Linked DNA regions of Mus musculus: region 1 is linked to region 2. A link is a contact called in public HiChIP or PLAC-seq data. All regions are on one chromosome and are shown on one strand. Each heading gives the region's core, a stretch centred on a gene start, on an enhancer-like site or on the middle of the called end of the contact. The rest is flanking DNA. Distances are from core to core; before and after follow the strand shown.

What was found. HiChIP or PLAC-seq counts read pairs in DNA pulled down with a chosen protein or histone mark.
Region 1: a contact with region 2 is called in an H3K4me3 HiChIP or PLAC-seq map of the SCID.adh cell line, with 17 read pairs. The contact joins the promoter of Adat3 here to the promoter of Tcf3 in region 2. A contact is called at or near these places in 2 of 39 promoter capture datasets (hippocampal neurons and pre-B cells), 2 of 484 Hi-C or Micro-C datasets (embryonic stem cells and erythroid progenitors), 9 of 115 datasets of contacts at active chromatin or transcription factors (the 230-238 cell line, the SCID.adh cell line, effector CD8 T cells and 4 more) and 3 of 9 other capture datasets (adipose tissue, liver and pancreatic islet).

What each region holds. Positions count from the first base shown.
Region 1 is chr10:80,600,866-80,604,372 of GRCm38.p6, forward strand. It overlaps Adat3 (adenosine deaminase, tRNA-specific 3), which reads left to right and starts at 2,015. Exons shown (of 2, transcript NM_001100606.1): 1 at 2,015-2,084. It overlaps Scamp4 (secretory carrier membrane protein 4), which reads left to right and starts at 2,017. Exons shown (of 7, transcript NM_019575.4): 1 at 2,017-2,084.
Region 2 is chr10:80,431,535-80,435,421 of GRCm38.p6, forward strand. It overlaps Tcf3 (transcription factor 3), which reads right to left and starts at 2,101. Exons shown (of 19, transcript NM_001164149.2): 1 at 1,786-2,101.

The DNA of each region.
Region 1 (3,507 bases), core at 765-3,264, 170 kb after region 2:
TGAGTATTGATATTTTGCCTTCAGGTTTGTCTGTGTAATGGTGCTAGGTCCCCTGGAAGGGCAGTGCAGTTACCTCGCAGGTACAAGCTGACCTGGTGCTGAGAGTTGAAGCCGGGTTCTCTGGAAGAGCAGGCTGTCCTTTTAACCACTGAGCCATCTCTCTAGCTCCCTTGCATAGCATCTCTTAGAAAACTTCTCTGCATATCTATCTGTCTCTGTAACACATGCCAGCCTAGCACCCATCGAGGCCAGGAGAAGTCATTTGGTTCCTTGAAGCTGGAGTTACAGATGGTTGTAAGCCACCATGTGGGTGCAGGGACTCACATCAGGTTCTTCTGGGATAGCAATCAGGGTTCCCCATTGGCAAACTGCCTTTCTAACCCTGGCAGAGCATTTTTAAAAATATTTATATCAGTGCCTTGCCTTTGTGTATGTATGTGCCTTGTGCACACAGAGGTTTTAAAAGGCATCAGACTTCCTGGAATTGCAGTTAGGGATGGCTGTGAGCCACCATGTGGGTGCTAGGATCTGAACCTTCATCCTCTGGAAGATCAGCCAGTGCTCTCAGCCACAGAGCCATCTCTACAGCTCCTGGCCTAGCATTTCTATGGACCTGGGCTTAGTCAAAAAATATTAAAGAAACAACATGGGTTTCCTGGTGGCCCTGTTTTGGTGTGATGACCCAAAACTTGGTTTTCTTCCCAAGACCCTTGGTTCACATGGCTTCCTAGAAGCCAGACACTGTACCTAAGGGTTCTAGCTTCGTTTTTTTGTTTGTTTTTCGAGACAGGGTTTCTCTGTATAGCCCTGGCTGTCCTGGAACTCACTCTATAGACCAGGCTGGCCTCGAACTCAGAAATCTGCCTGCCTCTGCCTTCCAAGTGCTGGGATTAAAGGCGTGGACCACCACCACCCGGCTTGGGTTCTAGCTTTGTAATGCTGGTCATATCCACACTAATCTCCCACTTATCTGTCTTGCAAGCAGCCATACACCAAACTCATGGGACCTACTCTGCTCTGATAAGCTGGTCACAAGGCATTCCTTATTCCAGAAAGATTGTGTTTGGCAGACAGGCCTAGAAGATTGCAAACAGGTTGATCCTGGAGCCAACCCCAGGCTCTCTGGTGCCACTTTCTACCTTCCTGCTGGTCAGGGCTCAGCCAGGCAATCTGCTGTTTATGTCCTAAGCCACAGAGGAAGAAGGACCCTGGGAGAGACTCAGGGACTCTGGCCTGGGAATGACATGTTGGGCAGATAAAGCTACACTGTGAAACTCTTTATCTAAAACAATAATTAACTAAAAGGTATTAATGTTAGGTCATCTCTCCTGCCTCTATTACTTGTTCATTTATTTTCTTCATCTTTTGTTTTTGTTTTTTAAAGACAGGATCTGTCCTGGAACTCCCAGTGATTTGCCTGCCTCTGCCTCCCAAGTGCTGGGGTTAAAGGCCCTCGCCCCAACCATCTTGAACTTTTGTTCTCTTGTATCCACCCCCAGAGTGCAGGCATGACCAGCTTGTGCCATGAGGAATGCTATGTATGGAATCCAGGTTCTCCTGGGTGCTAGGAAAACACTCCATGAACAGCCCCAGCCCCAGACTTATTCAGAAGTTCACATATCTGTTTCACCCATGTACAGATGAGGAGAATGAGGGCCTGAGTGGACCTAAAACTTCAGACTACAGTCACTTTCCAAGCAGTAAAAGTGATTGTTCACCAGCAACATGGGACTTTACAGAAGTATGATGGCAGATGCTCTTTGAGTGACTAATGGCCATAGAGTCTCCTTCTGCCTCAAGTCTTCTCTCTGCTGATGTCTCAAAGTGTCACAAAGGGGCCGAGTTCAGTGCCATCCCAGGATCTCAAACCACAGTATTCTACTCGCTGCAGCACACATAAGAAAACCCCCTAGACTCAGCAAGGCCTTGTGAAGCAGCCACGCGCACGGCCTTAAGGGAAATGTAGTCGCATCGCGCAGGCCCCGCCCATGGAACTACGCTCCCGTGGTGCCCCGCGGTGGCAGGCGTGGCGGCCCGGTTGCTAGGACTTGGATAAGCGTGGCGTTCGCTCGGGTGTCCCTCAGGTGAGCAGCCGCCGTAGGGGTTCGGCTTTCGCCGTTCCGAATCCGCCATGGGGCACCGGAGATGGTGACAAGGCAAGGGCGGTGGACAGGGAAAGAAGGCCTTATCGGGACAGACCGCGTAGCCTGAGAGGGTTGTGCGCGTCCCGGGAGGCGGTGGGAGTACGCGTGCGCGAGTAGTCAACGCTAGTACGCGTGTGCACAGGGCTTTTCGCCCACCGCGCCCTATGCCGTTGGTTTGCGGCGCACGCGTGTACCCTACTTCTGATTCCGGAAACCCTGTGATTTCCAGCTGCTTCCGGTTGTATGTTCCGGGTCATCACAGTCCCCTGCCTCAGGGTTATCTTATCCACCATCCTTACAGCAGGTGTGCAGTTTCCCTTTAAGCTCTTGTACCCTATGGGGTTTCTTGGGGTATCTTGGTGGTACCAGGGATCGAATCCTGGACTTTGGTTATATTAGACTGGCACTGGACTACTGATCCCCTTCCCCTCCCTTCAGAAGTGGATTCCAGGAGCTTTCGCTAATCTTTGTACCCAGCCCTTAAATGGATGATTCCAGGCAGGGACTCTACCCCTGCGCCACACCCCATCCCCTCACAAGGGGCCCTAACCTAAGCTTCAGTCCCTCACTGGTGGACATAGGTAGGCTCAGCACTGCTGAGCTCTACCCCGAGCCCACTTCATTTTTTTTATTTTGGAAGTTTCCTGTACCGCTGAAGCTGGCCCCGAACTCCCATCTAGTGGCTTATTGAGTGACTTGTATTTCAGGCCTGAGCTTCCAGACCTGATCCTTGTAGTCTGTCCAGCCACGGTCCCATTCTTTTGGACCCTATACCCAGGACCCAAGGCCCATTGTTTGCCTGCAGTTGTTGAATGCAGAGGGCGTGTGGTTCCTCAGAGGTGGGAAGTGTCTGCTGGACCGCAGGTCCTTGTCTGTGGTACAAGGAGCCCCTTTCAAACCTGTTCCCATGCTGGTGTACAGTGGGCACCTGTCACCTAAAACAAGGGAATAACAGGCCACAATTGCAATGAACATGAAGGGCCCCTTTGGCCAAGCATTGGCTACCATCCTATAGCTATTAAACTCCTCTCCAGAGGCCCATAAGCCCAGGCTGTCATCTGTCCCCAAGGCATCCATCTTTCTGTGTCCCTTGTTGTCTAGTCTTGAGGGGACAAACAAAGCTGTGTCTTCTGCCCTGGAGACAGTGGCGCTTTGTAGCCCAGTCAGGCGCTGTGCGTTGTAGGCGTGGTGTATGCCCTGGGGAAGCCAGATGTCACCACGCCCTTCATGGGCTCTGCCTGCCATGGGGCCTTTGCAGGGGCAGCCATGGTGACACCAGGATCTCAGACACCCTTGGTGCTGTTCTCCCTTCTTAGTCTCAGGACTCCTAGTGGCACCCGTGACTCTCTAGTTAGCCCATAGA
Region 2 (3,887 bases), core at 851-3,350:
TCTCACCCCCAAAACCCAACCTCATTCAAGAAAGCTAAAAAACAAAACAAAATTAAAACAAAACAAAACACTCAAACCAAGTGGGCCTCTTATTGTCAGGATATATCCGGGAATTATTCCCAGTCAAGTTTAAAAACATCCTTTTACCAACATCACCGGGGGGGGGGGGGGAGGTCCCCAAGACCTGGGATTCCCCTCAGGTCCCAGGGGCTCTGCTCCACCAGTGGGGGAGGGGTTCCACCTGCCAGGCCCAATCCACCCACCCCAGGAAAGACTGAGGGGCCAGCACGCAGTTAAACCATTAACTTTTTTTTCCAGTGTTCCCCAGAAAGGAGCTAGGGCAGCAGGGATCCGGAAGCCACAGGCTGGGGAAGGCGATTCTGGGGTTGAGGGAAGACCCACGTCCAGAAGCTCAGGAACCCCAACTCTTTTGTTTGTCAACTCACACAGGGTGTGAAACAGGCACCTCGGGCACCCCGCCCCCACTGCTTTTTGTCTTTTTTTTTTTTCATCCTTTTTGGAGGATGTGTGAAACTGACTCTTTTCTTCTTCTTCTAAGTTGTACGAAACCACACTTTTTTTGTGGGGTATTTGAAACCGATTTTTCTGGGTAACCCCAGGAGAGGTGAAACACTGCTCCAGTGGGGGCGGGTGCCACAAACACTCTTGGGAGGGGAGGAATGGGACAACCTGGGTCATCTTGGATTGGGGGTAGGGAAGCAGAATTGGGGATGACCCCCCCCTTCTCCTCCCTCCCCCATTCCAGCAGCCACTGCGGGAGGAGGAAGGTTGGAAGTTCTGAGGCTCGCAGAGGCCACCATCGTGTCCCAAACCCTGAGCTGTGCCGCGCCCCACATTAACACAGAGCAGATGTTCCCATCTCGGGGTCCCTGTGTCTCCCCTCCTTCTCTGTACCCAGAGATCCCTTTCTTGTAGCAGACAAAAGGACTTGCTCTCTTTCCTCCAAACTCCAGTTTAAATCGGGGGGGGGGCATCCTTAAGTGGCAGGGGGGGTCTTCCAAGATCTCCAGGAGTTGGGGAACCCCAAGTTAACGAGGTGAAGATATTGGGTTCACTCTTCCTTCCAAATTCCAGTTTGGATGGAGATTTGGAGACTTCCCTGGGTGGGGGTGGGTTGGAAAGGGACACCTCCCACAAAATCCCCAAGAATTAGGAACTCTAAATTGTGGAGTGCGATATAATCCTCAGCCTTCCAAACTCCACTAGGATCAAGGGGACACCTCAAGTGAAGAGGTGAAGGTGGGTGATAAGGGGACACCTCCCCTAAGATAACCACGAGTTGTGGAACCACTAGCTAATGGAATGAGGAGGTGGCCCTCTCTCTTCCCTCCAAACTCCAGCTCCGATCAGGAGGACCCCCTCTCTAAGGGCAGATGGAAAGGGAACACCTCCCCTAAGATCCCCACGAGTTGGAGAATTCCTATCTGATGAAGTTGGGTGACCGTCCACAGAGAACCGTCACAAAAGAGGCCTGGGCAAAGTTTGCTCTCAAGTGCGCGCGTCCCCTCCACGTCGCCCCCCTCTCCAGGCGCGCAAAGTTGAAGACAGAGAACAATGCGCCGCCGGGCCCGGGGCCCTGTGCAAGGGGGACGCGTGCACACTCCCCCGGGGGCTCACCCCAGCCCTAGCCTCCCCGCGGACCCGAGAGAGACCCAGAGGCAACTTTTTTTTTCTCATGCACTAAGCAGAGGGGGGGGGTCCCCACCGTGCGCGCGTCCCCGTGAGCCCCACGCGCGCGTCCGGGGCCCCTCCGCGTGCGCTCACCTGCTGGGCGGGGGCATGCACCGGGTGCACCGGGGCTCCCTGCTGCCCACCGCCCTCGGGGACCCCGGGGACAAAAGGGTGGCGGGCGCGTCCCCGAGGGTCGCGCGTGGGCGGCGGGAGCGCGCAGGGCTCGGGGTCGCGCGTCCTTCCTCCTCCCCACTCGCGTTCGCGTCGCCTGGTCTCTCTCGAGCTTCTCTCAGAGCAGGCCCCGCGGGAAGGGACTGTAGCAGAGGCGGCGGCGCGCGGCGGTGGCCCGCGGTGGCCCGCTACGCCCGCAGCCGCCGGCGCTGCCTCATCTTCCTGCGGCGGGAGACATGTTCCGCCCCCCCACCCCGCCCCGCGCCGCCCGCGGAAGCCACGCCCCCAAGTGACCACGCCCACTGTCGCCAAAAGCCACCTCCCCTAAGTCGCTGCAGCCGCGCCCCGACCGGATACACAGATCCCTCCACTACCTCTTGAGGCGATAGTAACATACACCACCTCACAACAGTCACTGCCAGAACACCCACAAAGATTACCATGACACCAAGAATCAACCCGTATCTAATACTAAAGTACTTCCGGCAGAGATAGTCTCTATCAAACCGAGGGAAAGACTTAGGAACTATCTTCCTACGCGGCGGTATACACGCACTGAGCGAAGCGTCCTTGACGCAAGCGGGAAGGACCATTAGATTGAAAGATAAGGACCGCTACAAATAACCAATGGGAAGGTGGAGAGGTTAGATTGGCAGAACTCAAACCATTTATTGCGAAGTATCATCTGCGTTCCCGCCCTACAGCAGAGGCGGGATTCTCAGAGCAAGAGGCCGCGAGAAACTCAACGGGAAGGCGGTGGAAGGGCGGGGTTTGAGATTTTATTTTCGGGTTCTTATGCCCGCCGGCGCCGCCACGTCAAGTGGGTTCTATTTGAGTTTCTAGGATGGGCTCTGGGTGTTATGTGTTCGAGCGGGTATATCAAAGTCGGGATGGGATATCAGATCCTTAATGAGAGGCTAGGAAACGATGGATCATTCTCTCTCTTGCTGAAGGACCTCCACATTGGTCAACTTTTCCGTCTTTTGAAAATAGGTGTTTCGTGGTGCATATAATAAAAAATGCCAGGAGGTGGCGGCACTTTAATCCCAGCACTGGGGAGACAGAGGCAAGCAGATCTCTGTGAGTTCAAGGCCATCCTGGTCTACAGAGTGAGTTCCAGGATAGCCAAGGCTATCCAAGAATCACTGTCTCGAAAGAAAGAAAGAAAGAAAGAAAGAAAGAAAGAAAGAAAGAAAGAAAGAAAGAACAACGAAACAACGAGGGCGGGAGGGGTACTGAGAGGAGAGAGGGTAAACTGAGATTGGGATATAATATATGATAAAATAAATTTAAAAAAGAAAAACACATAATGAGGCCAGGTGTGGTGGCCCATGCCTTTAATCCCAGCTCTTGGGAGGCAGGAGGAGCTCTTTGTTTGAGTTTGAGGCTAGCCGGTTATATAAAGCAAGTTGCAAGCCAGCCAGCTAAGGCTGTCCAGTGAGACCCTGCCTCTCCCTGAGGGTTGTAGAGACAATATGTCCCTCGCGCCTAGCTTCTGCTCAGTCTTCACAGCTCACTGGGGCTCACAGCCCAATGAACACAGCAGAAAGGTGCATGGCACAGTGGGTGTCCAGGTCAGGCAGCAAAGAGGATCCCTAGTGTAGCTGCCTGCTCCCTCTCCCTCACCTTCAGTCAGAGATCAAGGACATGCCCCCAGCATCACACAGGAAGGGCCTGGTGTGAATCGCACCTCTAGGTTCTGACTTTTTGGAGTTGGCAGGGGTAGAGAATTGAGAAAAGGTCTCATGTAGCCCAGGCTGGCCTCCAACTTCCTATGTAGCCAAGGTTGACCCTGAACTCCTGTTGGTATCCCCTACCTCCCAGCTAGTACTAAGATGGTAGCTACCACACCTGGTTATGTGGTGGTGGGAAGAAATGTAGTGCTTCATATATCCTAACTAAGCGATCTACCACCCCAGCTACCGCTCCAGTCCTTTATCCTTGGAACTGGTCCCTACTTCCGGTCCTTTTTGCTTCCCCCATATCTCAGAGCCTTTGGGCAGGTTCTTGGTACAATCTGAGAC